Linked DNA regions of Rattus norvegicus: region 2 is linked to region 1. Evidence: chromatin contacts called from public Hi-C data. All regions are on one chromosome and are shown on one strand. Each heading gives the region's core, a stretch centred on a gene start, on an enhancer-like site or on the middle of the called end of the contact. The rest is flanking DNA. Distances are from core to core; before and after follow the strand shown. Region 1 overlaps Sox5 (SRY-box transcription factor 5). Region 2 holds the start of Sox5 (SRY-box transcription factor 5).

Evidence for each region. Hi-C and Micro-C count contacts between places; a contact is called where the count stands out from the background.
Region 2: a contact with region 1 is called in a Hi-C map of Schwann cells, with 4 times the contacts expected there. The contact joins the promoter of Sox5 here to the enhancer-like site in region 1. A contact is called at or near these places in 2 of 12 Hi-C or Micro-C datasets (Schwann cells and kidney).

What each region holds. Positions count from the first base shown.
Region 1 is chr4:178,698,768-178,702,621 of GRCr8, forward strand. Sox5 (SRY-box transcription factor 5) reads right to left here. Exons shown (of 15, transcript NM_001271267.2): 6 at 3,081-3,149. Among named protein-coding and RNA genes, the nearest start is that of Sox5, 190 kb to the right of the region's middle. Within about 2 kb of position 1,769, at least 1 of the 93 cell types and tissues checked has an H3K27ac peak or open chromatin away from gene starts, as enhancers often do. A contact at or near this core is called in Schwann cells, where this site is marked.
Region 2 is chr4:178,888,387-178,892,240 of GRCr8, forward strand. It overlaps Sox5 (SRY-box transcription factor 5), which reads right to left and starts at 2,063. Exons shown (of 15, transcript NM_001271267.2): 1 at 1,899-2,063. The coding sequence starts at 1,936.

The sequences.
Region 1 (3,854 bases), core at 519-3,018:
AGTGGGAACATCAGAGGAACAGGGTGCTTCATTCCCTCCCACAGAGCCCTGGGCAGAGTCAATGAGCCAGAGCTGTGACTCATCCTGCTTGCTTACCTTATGGGTCAAAAATGGTAGCAGCGAGTTATAAATGACTAATTCTCTTCCCAAGAAGAGAACACAGTGAACAATGGTATAAAAGTTGGTCTGAACAGATGAGTAAATTATGTGATTCTCTTAAGGTTTAAACATAATGTCCTGCATGAGAACACGAGAAAAATGCACCTGAAAAGTTGCAGGTTATCTTAAAATGTCAAAGGACCTCACCACTTGATCACTGTTGGATTAACACCGTTTACTACCAAGAAAATGAGGTCCTACCCAGTGCTATTAAAAACGGGCAAACATTGATAAACTAAGGCAACCTCTAATCACCTCCCCCAAAGCTACAGATATTCTATCTCCTCAGATGTTCTAGCAAGGAAAGAAAGGCACATCTCTGGGGACAGTGATTTGTTGTCATAGAAAAGATGAGTGGAGGTCACTTAGTTTCCTGTCCATACAGTGACCCAGGTCAAGATGGACTGCCAGCCTTGGTTTATTATGTGGAACAGAGTTACATCCACATCAGATGGGAGTGAGACTTACTGTAAAAAGGAAATCAGGAAATACGCTATAAAAAGTTATTACTGTAGAAAGTTCAAGTGGAGGAAAAAAGGAAAAGCCAGGAACAACACAAGACTCTAAAGCAAAACAAAACACAAACAAACCTGGGAAGATAGCCCTTTCTGTAATCTTTGTGAATGCCATTTTCTTTATTATTGTGCACTAAGAGCTAAATACAACAGGTGGAAACACACGCTGTCAATTTTTTTTAAGACTAAGAGGTCTTAGGAGATATTGCTGCTGTGTAGAAAAAAGAAGGCTGACTCTTCCACGGTCCCAGCACCACTTCTCATAGAGACCTGGATATGTTCTCGAGGGAAGATAGAAAGTTCTCGTGTTATGACAAATGCTTTGTTTACAGAGATCATTGTTTGTGATCAAAACATAACAGAAGCCTTTAACTCTTCTCTTAACCTCAAGGAGTCATGTGAATCACCCTGTCAGAAGAAGTTAACCCCACCAAACCTCTACCAAGAAATATACAAAAAGAATGGTCAATCCAATTAAAATTATGAATTTCAGAACAAATGTTGCTTTTAAGAGCCAAAGACATTTCATAAAGAATTGATACTCAGAAATTTAAGGAAACCAGTTCACGTGCGAATCTGCGTTGGGGGTTTTCCATCAGAATAATAAGCAATTCCAGAGCCAAACTTATCTTCGTTCTGTTCATGAGGGTCAAGAAGATAAAATTCATAGGTCAAGAGTGATTTTAATGTGGGTATTTGAGCATAGAGGTAAAAATTCATTCATTTCCTTCAGCTGAAAGAAATGTTTCAAGTGGGGGAAAAGATGCCGAAATTAACCTCACCTTCAGAGAATCACACTAAAGACATAGGTGAACACTGAGAAATAGCATCATTTTGTCCTGTAACATGCCAGCCAGGGCTGTGGGAAGCTCTCTAGCTGCAAGTCTTCAAACAAACCCGTCGAGTTCCTTGAGTACAACTGTCCAACCTAGGGTGAATGGCAAACGCCTCGAGTGCCTTTAGTATTTGAAGTTACAACAAAGAGTTTCGGGGGCAGCTTAATTGTGGCCAAGACAACTGCACAGCTCAGTGTTCCGTGATGTGGTAACTGGAGCACATTGCTTCGTGAGGTTGGACGCAACAACAATGGCACAATACAACCCAGAAGGCGCAGTGGGCATGAGTAACCCCCGGTGGAATGTACATCTCTACACTGTGCAGCAACACAAGGAGACTGAGATCAGAATAATAGATAACTGTTTTCAGATAGCAAGTGCGATTTAGGCTATGGCAGTTCCTGCCTAGGGTGGACCCTGAAAGGCTAAACACTAGCCTGAGCGTTCTAGGACAGAGAGTAGCTGACCCCACCAGGTGAAAGGGAAGAAACGTAGTTCTCAAATAATTCAAAGCCTCCTTGGTAACTGAATGAAATCGGTTTTGCATCTGCTTCTATAATGTTTACAATATAAAATACCACACCCTCAAGAGAAAAGTTCGAGAGAATGATGAATTCCTTCCCAGAGAAGAAAAAAATAATTTAATCCTGGACCCAACTGTTGCATCCAGGCAGATAGATATACTCCAAGAAGCTAGAAGTACATGTACTGGTCCATGCTCTAGATCCTTGGATAGTAGATTTTAAATGCTCGGCAGATGCCCTACATTTTGACCCTATGGGGAAGGTGATGGTTGTTACCTCTTTAATGTTTGAGATGAGGTCTTATGTATCCTAAGCAACCCTGGTACTCCTGGGCGCCTAGCCTCCACCTTGGGTGATGGGATCGCACCTCACTGGACTCCAGTACTAGACTTTTCATGATGGTATCATTTACTCTCCAAATCTCTAAGACAGAAGTGCTACCAGAAAAGGCAGTTCAAAGTGCACAAAGTTCATGTCTCTAGCGATTATTAGAAGTCTGATGATTAATTTCATCACTCACTACCATGGCAGGCACCTTCCTTATTAATGTCCGTTAACATTGTGGACATAGAATAAAAATGGACTTGGTTTCCCCAGGCAATACCACCATAAGATCTGCCACAACGCACTGTTCCTTGAGCCTTCTCTCTGCCCCACTAGGATTACGATCTGATGTCAACAGAACCTCTGAGTTTCTAACCAAACCCAGTGCAGCTTTCTGCTGGGTCCTTGCACCTACCCGACTAGGAATGTTTGCAGATTCATCTTCCAACACTAAAGCATAAATCAGTGAAATAGATAGCATTCCACGATGAGCCCTCCTAGGCATGAGGTAGAAATTGCTGGCAGCTTCCTTAGAGAGAGGCTGCCAGACAACGTCTGGTCGTCTGTGACAGAGCCACCACTTGAAATTTGTACCACACAGACAACATAGAGAGAATTGGGCCAGAAATGACTTCCAGCTTGGGGGTCACCACCATTAAATTATGTTAGCCTAAGGAACGACGGACTGTAAGTGGGAGGACGCTGAAACGCTGATCTCTGACCTGGATCTGTTGCTGGAGCAAGTTGATTTTGTGTTGTTGCTGCAGAAGCTGCTGCTGTTGCCTTGCGATCTGTGGAGAGACAGAGAGCAGTGACAACACAGTGGGACCCGGGGTAGGGAGGACCAACCTTCTGCCCATCGCAGCCAGATCTGACATCAGCTGAAAGATGAAACCACCCTTCCAGGAGCCAGGTTGTCAAGCAAGTCATCAGTCGGTCTCGGCAACCACTTACACCTTGTTTAAAGCCTACCCGGGGCCTCATCTTAGTGAGATGTGCAAGGGTTTCAACTACTATTCTCCACAGAGATGTAGCAACAACACTGTCAATCATTCTGTAAAAGAAAGCCTTTTGCCAAAAAAGAGGGGTGGCTGGGAAAAAGTTCAGGGAACCACAAGGCATCAAAGATACTAGCATCCTCAATGAGGTTCTGGGCTGTTTGGTGTAGAGTAAATAATACCCTGATTTTGGCCCCCGGCACACGTTTCTTAAGCAGCAGTCCTTCACACCCTCTTGTCACCTGCACACTCTAATATCACCTCTATTTCTCCTGTTCAGAGTGTGTCATCCACACCCTTTCAATCCAATTAGAAGTCCACCCTCCACCACTTTTGGTCTTGAATTTTCCCTCCTGGCTCTATCACTCAACAACTCCCTTCTTTTGATTCTGCACCATAATGGTATGTGTCAGTCTTCAAAGATTCAAGGTAAATGTCTTCCCGCCTTGTCCACTTTCACACGTGTGCCAAATGCATCTGTGCTCATTCCCATGGCCG
Region 2 (3,854 bases), core at 813-3,312, 190 kb after region 1:
GAGCATAAAAAGCTCACCAGAAGGAGAAACAAAACAATGTTAGGAGATCTGAGCACTAGAGAATTAAAGGGAAAAGTTTGGCTTAAAAAGAGATGACTGAAAAAATACAAATAAAGTTCCCAGCAGGCAGCTTGCTTATATGGAGAAATAGGCTGTGCCTGTTAATATGTAACTGCCTCTTTATAAGAACATTCAGCTAACAGGTTACAAATCAGAGTGTTATTTGCAAATAATAATAACAATAATAAAATAATAATAATATAATTGCAATTAAGAAAAAATACCATTGATACGTTCCTCTGCACATGTTGGGAAACTGGTTCTGATCAATTAACAGATCGCTACATTAGACAATAATATGTTTCACTGTGAACAACTTCCATATCCACAGAGGAACGATACTATGTTTGTAGAGGAAAACTAACTAGTTAGAAGAGTTACTATGCAGTGCTTCGGAAAAATCAATTCGAAACTGTCCCAATAGAGCCACCTTCTTCGTTAAGGGGCGAGGGAGACGGAGAAAGGCAGTGTTACAACACACACACATTACACATTTTACTTTCTTTCCTGGTCACACAGTGGCTTCTCTAAAATGTGACCACATCCCTAGGCTTCTTTTCCTCTCCACACTTTCTCTCTTCCGTGGCTTCAGTTCTAAAATGTTTTAATCTTTGTCCTTTCTTTTTTCGTCTTTTCATATCAAATTCAGGCATTTGAGTGATGAACAGCTTGACTTAGCATATTTTTAACCAGCTGGTCTAGCACCTAGCTTGCCTTGCATAGTCAGATACAACAAATGTTTACACAGAAGGTATAGCTTGCATGAAAATGGAAAACGCCTGGGTATCTTGCATCCCGGCTTTTTTTAGCTTTTTTTTTTTTTTTAAATTCACCATACAGAATACGAAGTTTGAGTTCTTTTTAATGGCAAACAAAAATCTATTTATAGTTCAAAAAATGAACTTGCACGAGGATAAGAACTCAAAGTTAAAAATTGTAATGTATAATTACAGGGACACGGGGAGGGCTAAAATTCTTTAAAAGCCCCCCCTCCCCACGTTACTTGCAGCAACATCAAATGGAAGGGAACTGCACGGACCTCTAAATAGGAACAACTAATTAAAGATACACTTAACTCCCTCCATCAGAGCACAGCGGAAAGTGTAGTTTATCAAAATTCAGTTAAGACAGCAAAAACAAAAGTAGCCTCTAAACTTAAAAAGGGAGGGGGGTGCCTTGTTTGCTCCCTTCTTCCCCTCTTCAGACACATCGAGAATCATCTGCTGATATTTAACTGTGATGTTAAATTTTCTTTGGGGAAAAAAAACCACAACAGCAGGGCTCTCTCCCATATCAACAAAAGGTCCTGCCTTTCGGAGCAGTTTCCAAAGTTTAACAGAAGGATCAAACAGGAATTTAACAGCCTCTGCTTTAACCACCACAGCCTAAGCCTTGTGTCACTTCGGAAATTACAGGAGACAGAGATCCCTGAATATGCTAGCAGTCTACAAAAGGTGTGCGGGGGATCAATGAAAGCAGAAATTGGGAGCCTAACCGAGGAAGGGAGCAGCAGCAAAGGGGGTGGGGGGGAGGAGAGAGAGAGAGAGAGAGAGAGAGAGAGAGAGAGAGATGCTTAATGTTCATTTAATTTCCTGCCTGTGATCCGACGCAACCTAAAAACATTAGCAGTAAGCTCGGAGGAGACTTTGCAAATCAGTTCAATTTGGTCCGGGCAACCACAACAGAAATCAGCTCCCAAGGCTGCAGAGACCGGAGCTCAGAGCTGCTTTAACACACAGTCTGGGGGAGGCATCTTCCAGGGGATTCACGGACTACTGCGAAATGAAGAGTTTGCACTTCAGTATATTAGGGGGGGAAAAAAACCAAACAGTACTCACCTTTCAAACTCCTGAGGTAAATCAGGGTCAGTAAGCATGCTGGAAAAGCACAATTTCCCTTTGTCACAGCGGCCACCTATGATCGGCTCCAACTGAACCTGTCAAGTCAGTCCAAACCTTCTAAACCAATGGATTCTCTTTCTGTCTCTTCTCACTCTCTCTCTCCCCCTCTCCCTTTCTCCCTCTCCCCCTTCCCCTCCTCTCTCTCTCTCTCTCTCTCTCTCTCTCTCTCTCTCTCTCTCTCTCTCTCTCTCTCTCTCCTAGGACTCCTTGACCATTCTCTTAAAGGGGTAGTACACTTCCAACAGCGGTCTGGCTACTCCCCCTCTGCACAGCGGCACACTCCGACTACTAGGCACTAGACAACCTCCGGGCGTCCGTCCCTTCCTCCTAATTCTGTCTCCTGGACATCACTGAATGGTAGAAGTCAACTAGTCTCCCATGCTCTCTCCCTCCTCTAAATAATAAAAGTCACACACACACACACACACACACACACACACACACACACACACACACATGCACGCACACCACTGCCACCAGTATCATTGTGCAAAACACATTCGGGGCTGATTAAAAAATAACTTTGTAATAACGGAGCCCCGATCAAACTGTGAGTATTAACTAATTAAGCAAAATGATTACACTTCAGTCACAGCATTTTTACACAAAGAATTGTTTTTCCTCAACCACCAACCCCCACACACACACTCTCTCTCTCTAAACGCACACGGAAACACACAGGCATGGGGGTGCTCGTGCGCGCGCACGCACACACACATACACACACACACTCACTCACTCACTCACATACAACAATCAGGCATTGTTCTAAGGGAAGAAAAGCAACTTTGACAGATTGAAATATAGCAGAGGCCCCTTCAAGGAAACCTGTAAACAGGCTGTCACTCACTCTGCTGGGCTCAGTGCTAGCTCCCGCTTTCCACAAAGTGCTCTGGATGTCCTGGCAACCCAGGCAAAGTTTCTGTAGCTTCAAACTCCAGAAACCAGGCGTGGAGGAGAGCAGGTATCTGCATGCCAGGCACAGCATGCAGGCGCTCGGGGAAATCTCAAACCCCAAACCAGAAGATGGCCTGACCAGTCCACTGTCCTGCTCCCCAGGACCTGGGAGCTAGGGCTGAAAAAAGCGGGTGTGCCCCCCCCCAGCCCTGGGGCTCTTTAATTTCCTCTGTCCAGGCAAGGACAGATAAGCTGGGCAAACTCTGGTTCTCCAAATCCTAAGCTGGCTGGCAAGGCACAGCCTCTATAGCAGTTCCAATTATCTAGATAAAAATCTGGCAGGCGAGGAAGGTAATCAGGTACCTTTGACATGGAATGACAGAGGCACCTACTCGGGCACAAGGGGATGGTGGCTGTCCCAGTGCACAGCAGCATCTGGCTACGGAGTAAGCACACGCTCACCGACACGAGATAGTGCGCTTTCTACACACAGTCACTCACACACATGCTCTCCACTCCTACTGGGAGGGTTCATTGTGCACAGAAGGCTACATTACAGAGCCCGCCCCAATAAGGGAGAGAGAGGGAAAAAAAGCCTTCCATTGTTGAGAGGGCAGGTCAGTTGATTAGATTTTCTGTGGAGAATTCCACGAGGAAATTCCCTTCAAAGCCGAAGTGATTAACTGGGGGCTACTCTGGAAATGGGAGAGACAATGGCTCAATAGTCCGCACACCCAATGTCCAGGCTGGCACTGAACTCACTTAAAAAAAATAAAAATAAAAGCCAGACTCTCTGTGCTTTTCCACAGGCTCCCCCCCTACCCCACCAACCCCCTCCACTCCTCCTACCTTCCCCCTCCCGGTCCCTTTTATTTCGCAGCTGGATAACATTAAGGGCCTTTAAAACCACAAGGGTTGACCCCACAGCAGTTTGATTAGGTCCCACTTTTTTTTTATCCTGGCGACAGGCAGACAGTAAGTTTACTTTTTCAGACG